Linked DNA regions of Mus musculus: region 2 is linked to region 1. A link is a contact called in public HiChIP or PLAC-seq data. All regions are on one chromosome and are shown on one strand. The core of a region is the stretch at or near the end of the contact, and the rest is flanking DNA. Distances in the headings are between cores, read along the strand shown. Region 1 holds the start of Rc3h2 (ring finger and CCCH-type zinc finger domains 2). Region 2 has its middle 26 kb from the start of Crb2.

Region 1 (7,044 bases), core at 2,482-4,981:
ATAGTCAGTTCAGAACCATGACACTTTTAAAAAGTCAGAATAGAGCATATGTCTTTTTCACTACTTTGTGTGTAAAACATAATAGTGTAACACAGTATTTTATAATTCTGTTTATACACTTATACACTTAGAGGTTGGTTGTTAAACAATCATTATTTACATTTGAGTACTATAGTGGACTACACTGACACTTCCCCATATAGAACATATCAAAGTAATTAGTTTTGTTCAAGGATGTAGCTCAGTTGTAGAACACTTGCCTAATGTTTGTGAAGCTTTAAATTCAATCCCCGGTACTGCAAAACAAAACAAAACAAAACACAGCTTTAGACTTAAAATCATACTAAAAGCATCAGAAGTACAATGTAAGATTTAACCTAAAAACAACAAGCAAACAGAGCTAATAGAAGCAAATTCTACATCTCAGCTCTCAAGAAAGAGATTTTGGATAAAAAAAGAGCTATATCACAACAACTGTTGTTCTGTTTTAATCTATAAAATTGATGAGATCAAATTTTACTCTTCAAATTAGGGGCTGAACCCAATTTTTAAAATAAGATAGAGCTTTCAATGCATTCTAATAGGCTTCTTAATGATGGCTAAACATGAAATACTTCAAGACTGAACTTACTTATTCTGCCTCTAAATAACTTTATCTTTCTTTTCTTTTCTTCTTTCTCCATTCCTAGCTGTCCTGGAACTCAATTTGTAGACCAGGCTGGCTTTACATTCAGAGATACACCTGTTTCTGCCTCCCCAAGTACTGGGACCAAAGGCTCACGCCACCATGTGGCTAACCTTATCTTTCTTATTACTGAAGTTCTTAGTTACTCTAATTATTCTGACTCTAAAAGGATACCATTGGGAAAGTTTTGGGTTCCACATGTATGTATGTATATTTTTATGTATGTATGTATGTATGTATGGTGCCACCGCATGGCAGTTGAGTCCTATAAATACGAAGGAAGTTCAGGGCAAGAGGACAGTTAGCAAGCTAAAGGTTAGCCTAGGCTACAGAGCAAGTTCCACCCTAGGCTGGGTCAAATGAGACCCTGAATCAAAAATATCAAAAAACTTCCAGCAGTGGTGGCACATGCCTTTTATCCCAGCACTCAGGAGGCAGAAGTAGGTGGATTTCTGTGAGTTCAAGGCCAGGATGGATTACACATAAAAAAAATAAATAAATAAATAAAAAAAAAACCCACAAAAAAATACAACAATCTCTGGTTTTCAAAAAGAAAAAACCATAGCGGAATCAATTTTGGTGGTTTATTTTATAAGTAAAATATCATTTTAACATGTAATCATGTAAAAACCTAAATATTAAAATGTTATAGAATATTCCATTAAGTCTTTGAAATGTAGTATACATTTTGCATTTAACAACACATTTCAAATTACACTAACTCCATTTTAAGTCCTTAACTGTCACATGTGGCTATCAAGTAGTAAAAGCAAATCTCGACTACAAATAATATAAAATAATACTCAAGATCTGATTTTTATTAGAAATTTTGAGGTACGAGTCACACACTTAAGGATTTAGAAATGGAATTAGAAATTAGAGATGTAATCAACAATTCTCACGAGACTGGGTACAAATCATCTTTAATTTCCAACTAGCTTTATTTTTAATCATAGACTTCCCTTTTCCATCTCTAGGAAATGAAATTTCAACCAGGTCCAACCAAAAATAAGCATGTACTTATTACAGCCTTGTTAAGCCAGGGATGGTGGTGCACACCTTTAGTCCCAGTGTTCATGAGGCAGAAACAGGTGTTCTCTTGAGTTCAATATTAGCCTTGTCTACATAGTGAGTTACAGGACAGTCAGGGCTACTTGTGAAGGGGAATCTTGTCTCAAAGAACAGAACAAAACAAAACAAAAAACAAAATAAACAAAACTTTTTACAAATTTATAGCATTTTTACCCATCACATAACGTACAGGCTCTAGTCTTAAAATATAAAATCCTAAGTGTAGAAAATAATGCCTCTGACAACTGGAAGGCAGCAAATTACAAACACAGAAACTAAATTAATGAAAACATGAACAAGAACGTCTTCTTGCATGTCATACTAACACAACAATAACTCATGGGGTAATTCAAAGGCTCCACTAATGAATTAGATTTCAATTCAATTCTCGAAGAATAAAAGCCTGTTTAATTATGGTACCTGTCTTCCCTAAACAAGACTAGAAAATATATTAAGTGTTTTGTCCTTCAAGCAATTTTCCAAACTCTGAATGTGGGAAACATGAATCACCAAATCAACAAAACAATGGTAATATTGGAAAATAGCCTTTAATAGGATAGAATAGTCTCTGGGTTTTCAAGAACTGACTGTGTTAGTAAACAATTTAAGTAAACAATTTAACATGGATATTGATGTCAGATCAGTGATGTAGTTTTTTAACCACATAAAAGGTAAAAACAGGAATCTACAAACTATTCTTAATGAGTCCAAGTCTTAGGCTGTGTATACAAGTTAACCACAAAGAGACTAGACCCACCAACTAGAACATTCGTTTCTTTCCTTCTGTCAAATAATATCACTTTAGTGTGCCATTATTAGCTTTCTCTGGTTAACTCCAAGTTTTTACTGGAACTTTAAAGCCTGACTACTAAAAATGACAGGAAGATTTGTAAAACACTTTTAACACTTTATTCGGGATATAAAGTCAACTCTAATTACAGTGGGTCAAGATGAGAAGAAATTCCTTAGGGTCCTAAGGTTAGGAGGACAGTGGGATTAAAAAGAACCGAGGTGGAGCTTAAACAAAAATCTAAACAGGTTGAGAATCACTGAATTTGAATACTTAATGTCTGTGATTACTTTAGACTATTTTGGTCTGAAGGCTGTGTCTGCCAGTATCTTAAAAACTCTGGTGATTTCAAGGATGGAAATGACAGCTACCCTTATCTCCTTCCTAACGACAGAAAAGTACAGCTGTTTCTCTTAGAAACAAAGATGCTTTCTACCATTCTCCTAAGATGGTGGAAGAGTCTCCTTATGAGGCTCCCCCAAGGAAAATAATAAGAAAGGGGGAAAGAAAACTATAGCAGAATTCCCTGGCTGTGCTTCATGCCATCGCTCCTAGTCACATCCCCTGGTCCAGCCATCTCCCTCCAGGGAGGTTAAGCCCTCCCTGGGCATTGTTTAGCCAGGGTCCCTATTTACAACACTCAGATCGCCTCCATCCCAGCGCTGTGGTCTCGGTAAGCCCAAGGGCTGAAAAGAAAACGCTAAGACAGGACCTGATCTCGGGGACCTTTTCGAAAGCCCCTCTTCCTACATGGGTTAAGCAAAGAAGGAAGCCGGCCTCTGTTCGGGTGGGATCCTCAGTGGTCAGAGGCGTCCCTTCAGCCGGTGCTGGAGAAAGGTGGCCATCTGAGCGTTTCGCTTCGCATCAAAAAGCCCTACCAGAGCGAGGGGCCTCTCTGTCGTGTCAGGTGCGGCCCGCGACTCCCAACCCTCGGGGTACCGGCGGCCACCGTGCACAGGCCGCCGGGCAGAGACAGCTCCCCGCCCCACCTCTGAGGACCCGGCAGCCGGGCCAGGGCCCCAGCCGCATCTTGCCCGCCCCCGCCCTACCTGAGGGGCCCGGGCGGGGTCGCTAAGGGCCGCTCCCGGGGGCCCCGCGACGGCGCGGCTCGGCGACGGAGGCGCCTCGTCTCGCCGGGGCAGAGCTCGGCGGCGGTTTCAGGGCCTCAAACTCCATCGGGAGCTACAGGGACAGCCCCGTTGGCGGCGGCGAAGGCCGCGACGGGGCCTCCTCCTCCTCCCTCCCTCCGCCTCCTCCTCCTCCTTCTCCTCCTCCTCCTCACCACGGAGGCGGACCTGGAGGGATCCCGATTTAGCTCTCGCGAGAAGATACTGTTCACTTCACGCGAGATTACGCAAGCCCGGGAGTTGGGGCAGAAGGGAAGCGTAGTGGCCCGGCCACCAGAACTGCGCATCAGTTTCCCTCTGAAGAAGAAAGCCACCCTCGTCACATGACAAAGGAACCCCAGAGTACTGTGGGAGATGATGCGAGGACTAGGCAAGACGAAGGGCCTTATGGGAAACTCCCTGCACATCTAAGCCTTGACCAGGAGGCTTGCAAGATTGAGCCAACGTTAAATTTATCATCCATAGAGCAGAACCTGCTTCATCTATGTTACAGTCTACTTTACTCTCTTTGTAGTGAGATACTAACCAGATTAGCAAATAATTCTCCAGTTTACAAAAACCAGGACCAAAGTGAAAACGTTTGGCAAACCCACCTACCTCATCTAAAATCCCAGATGCCTCAAAAGTGAGAAGGATCAAATTTTACAAGTTTTGGAATTATAACTCAATATTTGTTAGAGGACTTATGGCAACCTGTAAGGTAGGAATTATGAAGAAAGACTGAAAATAAGGATGAGAAAAGCAACAATTATAAACAAATATGCCAGGCTGTATGATAACTGATATTTTAAAAGCATTTTAGTTTTATAGTTAATTTATCAAAGTAATCCTAAAAGGTTAATATTGTGAATCTATGCTAATGATGTGCAACTGAATGTGAAACAAAATGTTCAGCAACATCCATGATAATAATCTGTATGTAAGTTAGAATATGGAAATTTCTCTAATGAAGCTTTAAATATACATGAGTTATAATCCAGATGTGGGGCTGGCGAGATGGCTCAGTGGTTAAAAGCACCGACTGTTCTTCTGAAGTTCCTGAATTCAAATCCCAGCAACCACACCGTGGCTCACATCTGATGCCCTCTTCTGGAGTGTCTGAAGACAGCTACAGTGTACTTACATATAATAAATAAATAAATCTTTAAAAAAAAATGCAGATGTGATGGTGCATCCCTGTGAACCCAGCAATTGAAAGGTCCAGGCAGAATCATAGACTGAACTGCTTACAACTGCAGCTCCAGTGACACAAAGCTTCTGGCAAGTGTGACAAGATCGGCTTTTTAGTTTTTGCATTTTGTTTTTTTTTGTGAAAGATCCATTGGCCCCACCTGTTTGTTGTTTGTTTTGTTTTCTGGTGCCTTGGCTAGCCTGTAACTAGCTCTGTAGACCAGGCTGGCCTCAAACGCAGAGATCTGACTGCTTCCCAAGTGCTGGGATTAAAGGCATGTACCACCACCTGGCAGCCCCACCAGCTATACATTAATAACTCATTATTCATAATTTCATCCAATTATGTTAATCAAAAAAGAAAGTTTCCCAACAATCAGGTGTACATTTTGGTATTTTCTTTTTGTTTTTGTTTCAAGACAGGGTTTCTTGTGTAGCCCTGGCTTTCCTGGAACTCACTCTGCCTCTGGAGTGCTGGGCTCAAAGGTGTGCACCATCACCACCTGGCACATTTCTGTTCTTTTCAACTGGACAGTGATGAGTAATTTTATATATACATGTTCCCTAACCTACTGTGTGTGCATTTTCCATTCTACTTCCATTTGATATTTTTCCATTTCACACAGGAAACATTCCCCAAACATGGAAAACCACATTAAAAGTTAACAATCACACCTTCCTTTCCCTATTATGTTTTTTAGACAGGGCTCAAAAACCTGTATAGTCTTGGCTGTCCTGGAATCACTCTATAGACCAGGCTGGCCTTGATCCTTGATATCTGCACGACCCAGCTTTCCCTATCATTTTTTAATCACTGGCATTTTTCCAAATTAATTTCAAAAACTTAACAATTGTTTGTCTACCTCCATTAAAATACAAGCCCTATGACAGTTGGTAATCTGTTTATCTACCTTTTAGTACATATATAAACCAGTAGGTAGGTTCTTTTTTTTTTTTAAGATTTATTTATTATTATAAGTACACTGTACCTGTCTTCAGATGCACCAGAAGAGGGCGTCAGATCTCATTATGGATGGTTGTGAGCCACTATGTGGTTGCTAGGATTTGAACTCAGGACCTTTGGAAGAGCAGTCCATGCTCTTAACCACTGAGCCATCTCTCCAGCCCCAGTAGGTAGTTCTACTTTTCACTGTCCAGTTGAAAATAACAGAAATGTGCCAGGTGGTGGTACATTAAACAGGCAGGAGAGAGTGAGTCTTTGGGCTTCATAGATTACCAGGTGGTTAATGTAGCTGACTACTCTTGCACAGCAACTGAGTGCAGTTCCCAGCTCACAGCTGCCTTCACTGCAGCTCCAGGAGGGGATCCAAAGCTGCTAGCAAGCATATGCCCACACATACACATAACTAAAAATATAATAATAAATCTTATGTACACATAACCCCACACACATAATTTTAAAAAACATTATTACTAAAGAGAAAATGATTCCTTTAAAATTCATAGAAATACACAAGCCCAAAGTTCTCCATTCCCACCTCCGGTTTATTGTTTCATACAAACATAATTACATCCAATGAAAAGAGGAAAGGATTTTCTCTACAACAAAGTAACAACCTTTTCAAGATCTTTTACACATTTAAATGCAGTACATACTAGGTTCAACCCAAATATACTGCTTTTTCTGACATAAACAAACAGCTAAAAGTATTTAAAATGAATAAATGCTACACTTTACTTTGTCATACCTTCATATCTTTACAGATTCTACTTTGCTGAATTTTTCAGAAATGTCATGCAAGCGGATGCTCTCCCAGGAATGTTTTTGTTTTGTTTTACTTTTTTATTTTGTTTTCCTTAAAACAATGTCTCCTGTATATGAGGCTGGCCTAAAACTTAGCTATATATAAGAAAGGCTGGCCCTGAACTGAATCTCTTGCCTCTATCTCCCAAGTGCTAGAATTATAGGCATGTGCACTTTGCCCAGCTCCTAGGATCAATTTGTCCACGTAATGGAAATAAATAATATAAATAACAACCACATTATAAAACACCCTCCCCACAAGCAAAACTTTCAAAGTGCTCACAAATTTTGATTTTACAACAATCTTACAAGGCACGAATAAAACTTAAAACACATTCAAAATGTTCTGAACACCCAGTATAGTACATACCACTTCCCCCAAGAACTCACTGTTTACTCCACCCATCCCTAACCCTCCCTTCCAAAAATCAATTCA
Region 2 (7,044 bases), core at 1,164-3,663, 330 kb after region 1:
TAAGAGCACACTGGCTGCTCTTCCAGAAGATCCAGGTTCAGTTCCCAGCATCACAACTCGTTGCATAACTCCAAGATCTGACCCCCTCACACAGACATAAATGTAAGCAAAACACCAGTGCAAAAGCCCCATCCAGCTTTCTGATTTAAAAGGCCCATGCCAGGCCCAGGATTTCTCTTTTTCTCTCTGCTTGCTGATGAAAGCACTGTGACTGCCTATATACTGCCATGCTTCCTTCCATAAAGACAATGGACTAAGCCTTTGAAACTGTAAGCCAGCCCCCAGTTAAATGCTTTCTTTTGTAAGGGTTGCCATAGTCATGGTGTGTCTTCATTGCAGTAGAAGAGTGGCTAAGACATTGTCCTTTGTTGCTGGCCACTGTATACCAGGCCTATCTGGCCCATGACCTGTCTCCCATCTCACCATAGGAGCACTGGGATTGCAGACATGTTCTGGCATTTTGAATTCCAATTTCTGTGTATCTAAACTGAGGACCTTGTACTTGTTTGGCAATCACTTTATCCTCCAAGTCTCCCCTCCAGCCCCACTACCTTTATTTCCATAATATGTATCTATTATTTTAGATATATCTTCATATCTAAGTTTGCAGATACAATTGAGGTCCAGAGAGATTAGGTAACTCTCCTCTGATTACACAACTGATAAGATGCAGGGTGAGGTTCACAGAACCGAGGAAGGACATCTGGGCAAAGCTCTGGAGGATTTTGCTTCTCAGGGCAGAAAGGTGAAAAAAGGAAGATGAAGGGAAGGGACAGAAGGAAGCTGGAGAACTGTGGTGCCTGTGAGATAAAGGGGCTTGTGAAAGCTTCCCAGGGGTGGGCTGTCAAAGGAACCTTTTAAAGCAGGATAGTCCAAGGAGCCTTTGAAGTTGTGTGAATTTATCTCTTAAAAGAAGCATCCCCATGACTTGTCTAAGTCTGCCTCTGCTGCCTCATGCACAAATACCTTTCACAGTGGGTTTGGGAGCAGACGGGAGAGGGTGTTGGCTGAGACCCAGGTCTCAGAACTCAGGAAGAATGAAACATCAGGTCCAGGTCAGCCGCCAACCCAGACACTAAATGAATTTAACAGCTTCAGTGCAAAGGGGAGGAGGGGTGTGAAAATGCAGGCTATTCCAGAACTCTCCAAAATACTCAGACTAGCTCTGTCCTTCCATGGTATATGAGATGGAGATTTGAGCACATGCATTTGAACTGGGCAGGGAAGGAAGGCCAAGCTGATAAATGAAGGAAGGGTAAGCTGAGGTTCAGAGAACCTCCCCCATCAAAAAATCCTCCAAGTGCCTGCAACTCCAACTGGGCTGGAATGTGCCGACTGAAACTGTGGGGTGGGTTAACGACATTACTACGATCCAAGGGAGGAGGGGCTTGGAATCTATGGGCACCATAAAGCCTTGGGTCACAACTGGGTGTGACCGTCAGTCAGATGAAGGTGGGAAGGGTCCCAGGGCTAGCCTGGCTTCATCTGCAGACAGGCCTCTGTGCCTCTAAGAGTAGAGGGCAGGGAGCCAGGAAGGACTTGGCAAGAGCCTGGGAAGAAGGAAGCCGAGTAGCCTGGTAAAATGATGAGGAAAAGGGCTGGAGCGGGAGGGCAGCTCAGGCCTGAAGGCCTGCAGGGCAGCTCAGGCTGCTCCGAGCAGCAGCCAAGGCCAGGAGGAAAGGATAAAGGAAACAGAGAGGTAAACTTGATCTGCTGCCCACCTGGGCTGTCTCAGAGGCATTAGATTCCCCACAGTGGTCAGCTGCCAGAGGAGGGCCTGGTCCTGAGCAGGCCTGGGTCTGCAGCTGTGGAGCTCCCCCACCCCACCCCGGTTCTGACTCTCCCTTTCCTTAGGCCAGCTTCTCCAAGGCTCCGAGTTCCTCAAGCCTCTCTTCTCCGTACGTCTGTGTCCCCTGTCACTCCCTTGTGCTCATTCCTGCCCAGGGGTCTCTCTGCAGAGTCCCAGACCTGACTGCTTGCCTGCAGTGTAGCTCCTGGTATAGGGTGCAGTTTTAGAAGTGTTCCCTTCTCCTCGTTGACCCCTCTGGGCAAGGATGCTCCTCAGGGCTCAGAGCTTGCAGACGCAGTCCCCAGGAATCCTCAGACACTTGACCATGAACTGCTGTGGTTCTGAGACCCTGCTTCCTTTACAGCTATGTGGACTCGGTTCTGTTCTGCCTTCTTACTGTGCTGGGAGGTGGTTGTCAGGCTTGGGCACAGGCTTACAACCTGCTCCCTCCACCAGAACAGCTCACTTACAGCATGGGTTCTAAGAGTTAAGTTTGCTCTTGGAAGGGAAGGCTTCCACATAACTCACAACAACATCCAGAGGGCCTGGCATGGATCTGAGCCCTAAACCAACCAACCTCACAGTGACTCATATTGCCCATGGGACTTATGTCCTGTAGCTATGACTCTCAAGACCGTGTAGGCAAGAGCACACGGTGAGGCAGTGCCACATTATTCACATACCACTCCACGCAGCCTCTTCCTGTTTTATTACTAGCAGTCACCTCCTTGCCGATCCTAGCGTCTTCTGTGTTCCTGTGGCGAATAGCTTATAGAGTGGTTCCCCACAAGACTCAGACATAGTTTTCTTCTAATAGTCACTGTATTAGTCAGGGTTCTCTGGAGTCACAGAACTAATGGAATGTATCTATATAGTAAGGGAATTTGTTGTAATGATTTACAGTCTGCAGTCCAACTAACCTAACAATGGGCAGCTATGAATGGAAATGCAAGAGTCTAGTAGTTGCTCGGTCCCACGAGGCTAGGTGTTTCAGCTGCTTTTCTGTATAAGCTAGAATCCTGAAGAAGTAGATTCCAACAGATGTGCTGGCAAAGTAAGTGCAGGAAAGCAAAGAAGAGAATCTTCCTTCTCCCAGTGTCCTTATGTAGCCTCCAATAAAAGGTTAATCTGAGGTGGCTCAGATTAAAAGTGTGTACCACCACACCTGGATCTGGAACTTGCTTTGTCCCAGGCTGACCTTGAACTCAGAGATCTGCTTGCTTCAGTTTCCCAGGCATGTACTACTTTGCCTGGGACTAACCTTTTTATGGCCACTATGCTTCAAGATCTCCATGTCAAGATCTGGTTAGAAGCCTGTGTCTTTCAGTCGCAATGGATGGTGTGCCCTCCATTTCTCAATTGTAGTTTATTCCAGACGTAGTCAAGTTGACAACCAGGAATAGCCATCACAGTCACCAAGTGGACTTTGTCACCTCTCCAGGCACCAGGAACCTCTGCTGATACCTTTGCCCACTTTAAAACTTACAGATTAAAACTCTCAGACACTTGTTTTGGCAATTGTTTTGCTGGGGAGTGGTAGCTTGTACCTTTAATCCCCATACTCAGGAGACAGAGGCAGGCAGATCTTGGTGAGTTCAAGGCCAGCCTGGTCTGCAGAGTGAGTTCTAAGACAGCCAGAGCTACACAGAGAAATCCCATCTAAATAATAATAATAATAATAATAATAATAATAATAATAATAGTTTTGCTTAAGGTGTGGTGTTTTAAACTTTTATGTGTGATACCACACCTATACCCACAGCCCCCTATCCCCACATAGACAGAGCCTCACACACACACACCAACACATACATGCACATTCACACAGGAACATGCACATGCATGAATGTGCGCACCTGCCTACCCCCTGGGACCGGAGTAGAAGGAACCGTCTATCCCTCTGACACCTGTCCAGAAGGTCCTGGTTTCCCTGGAGGAAGTAGGTGAAGCTTCCTCAGGTCGCTGGGGTTCCTCTCCAGGCCAGCAATACCTTCCAGTTAATCCTCAGCTAGCCCCTCAGCAAATCCCTTCAGCTCCAAGACAGAAGCCTTCAAGCCTGAAGCTTTCAAGCTCTTCTGCCCTTTAAAGTCACTCCCAGGAGCCAGGACCCAAGGGACTCTCACCAGCACTGCCTCACTGAGACCCCACTTCCGGTGACTTTGGGACACATGGCCGCTCACAACTGAATAGAAATCTCACTAGGAAATGGATGACATATTAGTGTTTTCCTCATGAGGTCACTTCATAAACTACCAAGAGCTCAGTAGGACCCCTGGACCCCTTTTCTCTATTTCTTAGTTTGGGGGAGGAACCCTGCCCTCCTTTGCAGAGAGGAAAAGATATTCAGAGAGTTAATTTCCTCTGCAGAATTTTCCAGGCTCTCAGTTGTGCTGGTCAACCCCACCAAACCAGTTGGACCTGTCTTCCTTTGAGGGCATAGTCTTAGTGTGGTGAGTACCCAGGCTGAAGGTTCTTATCAGGATATCCAATGTATGATGCCTGCCTAGCTGAAGGCGCCATCCCAGAACCCAGCTGAGAGACCCAGAAACAGGATGGAGTTATAGCTCTACTGGAAGAGTGCATCTCTAGCATTCACAAGATATGGGTTTGATCCCCAGGACTGATTAAACTTGGTGTGGTGGTGCACACCTGCAATCCCAACACTTGGGAGGTGGAGACAAGAGGATCAAGAGTTCAAAGTCAGCCTGGGTTAGGTGAGATCCTGTTTCAAAAAACAAAGCAAAACAGAACAAAGCAAAATAAAAACAAACAAAAACAAATAAAAAAACCCAAATGGACAAACAAAAACCAGAAACTGCAAGCCATCCTTGCTGTGTTCTCCTCTTTGCCCACACCTTGGTCTTCTGACCGCTTGGCATTTAGACACAAGAATGCTCCTCACTGATTTCTCTGCTCCAGTTCCTGCTCTGCCCTTTCCTAACAGTTGGTTCACTGCCCCTTCACATCCTCCAGTGGCTTCCTATTGCCTAGAGAAGAGCACACAGATTATTCCTTTCAAAGGCCAGGCTTCTAGAGCCTGGGAAAATAGCTCAGTGGATAAGGTGTCTGCCACACACACTTGAAAACCTGAGTTTGATCCCTAGAGTCCATGTAGGAAGCTGGGAATGATGAAGTGCTTGTAATCACAACACTAGGGAGGCAGAGGATCCTGGACTTGCTAGCCAGCCAGCCCAGCCTAATCACCCACACCACATCTTTGTGAAAAATTCTAGGCTTCTAACCACAAGAGAAAGTTAGTCTCCCTTGAATCTATATCCTGGCACCCAATAACGGATTGATAATATTTATGAGTCCTAAATTCCAGAGCACTATACTGAGAGCTGTGATCTTGAATCAAGGTGGTGGGAAAGAAGGGACTGTGATCCATTAGTAATGCCTGTCATGAACACAGCAATGGCAAAGTTGCAAGGCTTTTGCTTCCCTGTTCTACTTGCTTCAAATCATCCATGATTTTTCCAGGACTCTCTGACTCCTCTTAGCTCCGAATTGGGACATTGGAATCCATAATCTAGGCCGTTAGCACCACAAGTTCTAGTCTTCCCTAAACTTGCTGTCAGATTCGCCACAATTCTACCAGCCATCAAGTTGTCAAGACTCTGCACATTTTCCCATCCTTCTGATGAATTGGAGTGACCATGACTCTGTCTGCCTGGCCTTGCACTGTGCTGCTGGCAGAATTAATTCACAATTACTAGTAGCATCCTTTCACATTCAGACATGTCCTGGTTTGTACTGTGAATCGTAAACACTTTACCTATAAATCCAGCATGGGCGACACTGAAAGTCCTTGTGTTGTGGTTAGATATCTCAGGGACTGCTGGAGTGCAATGGATTCAAACTGTTGGGAGGAGAGGAAGCTGACAGGAGGGGAGTGAGGTAGGATCTCCGGTGCTGACTAGCTTTAGAATGTGGATCCCTGTGTGATCAGAGGAAAAGGAACCAGAGAAGGAACCTGGCTTCCAGTGGCCTGCAGTTCAGGTCTTCAGGGGAGGGGCCATGACAGAGACAACCACAGGGGAGAATATGATCAACTCAACAAGAAGGCTCAAGCCTACCTGTTGGCTTTGGAAACTAAGATCTAAAAGCAGCAACAAAGAGGAAGTGTGTATCATGGGGCCGAGGGAAGCCCTGGCTCATCTGTTCCTACCACTACCAGATCTCCTTCCAGGCTCAGAACAGACTTTCCTCAGGACCTCCTTTTTCAGAAGTCTATGACCTTCTAAAAGGTCTTCTCTGTCACTCTCCCATGATTCATCATGGATACACTGGCCCCTCTGTTATAGTCCCTCTGGTTTCCCCTCCACAGCACTGCCTGTAGAGGACCATCTATCTAGTGTCCATCCATCTCCATCCCGTGACTCTAAACAGAAGTGGACAGTAGGAACTTGAAGTCCCATCATTTACACAGAATGGGTGGTGGGCACATTTTCATAGCCTCGTCTGTAAAACGTCTCCCTCGGCTGAATGATGGAGATGCCACCAGCAGCCACCTTGATGAATGTTAGAATGTGTGAGGAGGCACATGGAGGTTAGAACTGTGCCCAACTCACCATCCTTTCTGTTGTTAGTGTTCAGCTAGGATTTACTTGGGGCAGAAATCAGCCTTCTCACTGCACCTTGAGGAACCTCACAAAGTGCCAAGCACACAGGGAGAAGCTATTGCAGGAATGCACCTTCATTCTCGATCACCTGGTTCCAGAAAGACCTGAGGGCATGAGGTGGCCTGTGTCATCAGCTTTGTTCCCAAGGGACTGACCTCTCTGGGGTGTGACTCTCCTGCCCATGGTCTCATGGCTCCCAGGCTCCCACAGTGTCTGTTTGTCTCTAGTGACAAGGAAAGCCTGTGACTATTGGAATAGAACTGAAACTCGACTCAGGTGACTCCCGTAGCCTGTCCTGCCCTTGGGATCCAGTCTCCTGGCTCTGGAAGGCCTTCAGAACCATATGTGAACTGATTTCTGGGTGGGATCCCAGGCATGTGTGCTCATGGCTATCCAGGGAGGTGCTGGGTGCTGGCTGTCCACCCTGCCCAGGCCTCTGAGGGAAGGGCAATGGAGCCATGTTTTATTTAAGCCATCTATGCTCTCCATGCAATCCCTGGGAGCCTGAATAATTGACAGTGTGGTCAGCAGCTGACCACTGACTTCCAAGGGTGGCGTGAATCAATCTGATCAACATTTACTGCTCAGTCCCAGCAGACCCAGAGGTCAGAGGTGAGATGCGCTTCTCCTTCC

The links. HiChIP or PLAC-seq counts read pairs in DNA pulled down with a chosen protein or histone mark.
Region 2: a contact with region 1 is called in an H3K4me3 HiChIP or PLAC-seq map of pro-B cells, with 2.7 times the contacts expected there. The contact joins the enhancer-like site here to the promoter of Rc3h2 in region 1. A contact is called at or near these places in 8 of 39 promoter capture datasets (the 3T3-L1 cell line, 3T3-L1-derived adipocytes, the C10 cell line and 4 more), 7 of 115 datasets of contacts at active chromatin or transcription factors (embryonic basal ganglia, embryonic brain, embryonic limb bud and 3 more) and 2 of 9 other capture datasets (adipose tissue and liver).

Annotation. Positions count from the first base shown.
Region 1 is chr2:37,419,172-37,426,215 of GRCm38.p6, forward strand. It overlaps Rc3h2 (ring finger and CCCH-type zinc finger domains 2), which reads right to left and starts at 3,732. Exons shown (of 22, transcript NM_001100591.1): 1 at 3,596-3,732; 2 at 261-296. Zbtb6 (zinc finger and BTB domain containing 6) reads right to left here. Exons shown (of 2, transcript NM_146253.5): 2 at 6,329-7,044.
Region 2 is chr2:37,747,093-37,754,136 of GRCm38.p6, forward strand. No RefSeq gene overlaps it. Among named protein-coding and RNA genes, the nearest start is that of Crb2, 26 kb to the right of the region's middle. Within about 2 kb of position 2,414, at least 79 of the 459 cell types and tissues checked have an H3K27ac peak or open chromatin away from gene starts, as enhancers often do. A contact at or near this core is called in adipose tissue, neural stem cells and pro-B cells, where this site is marked.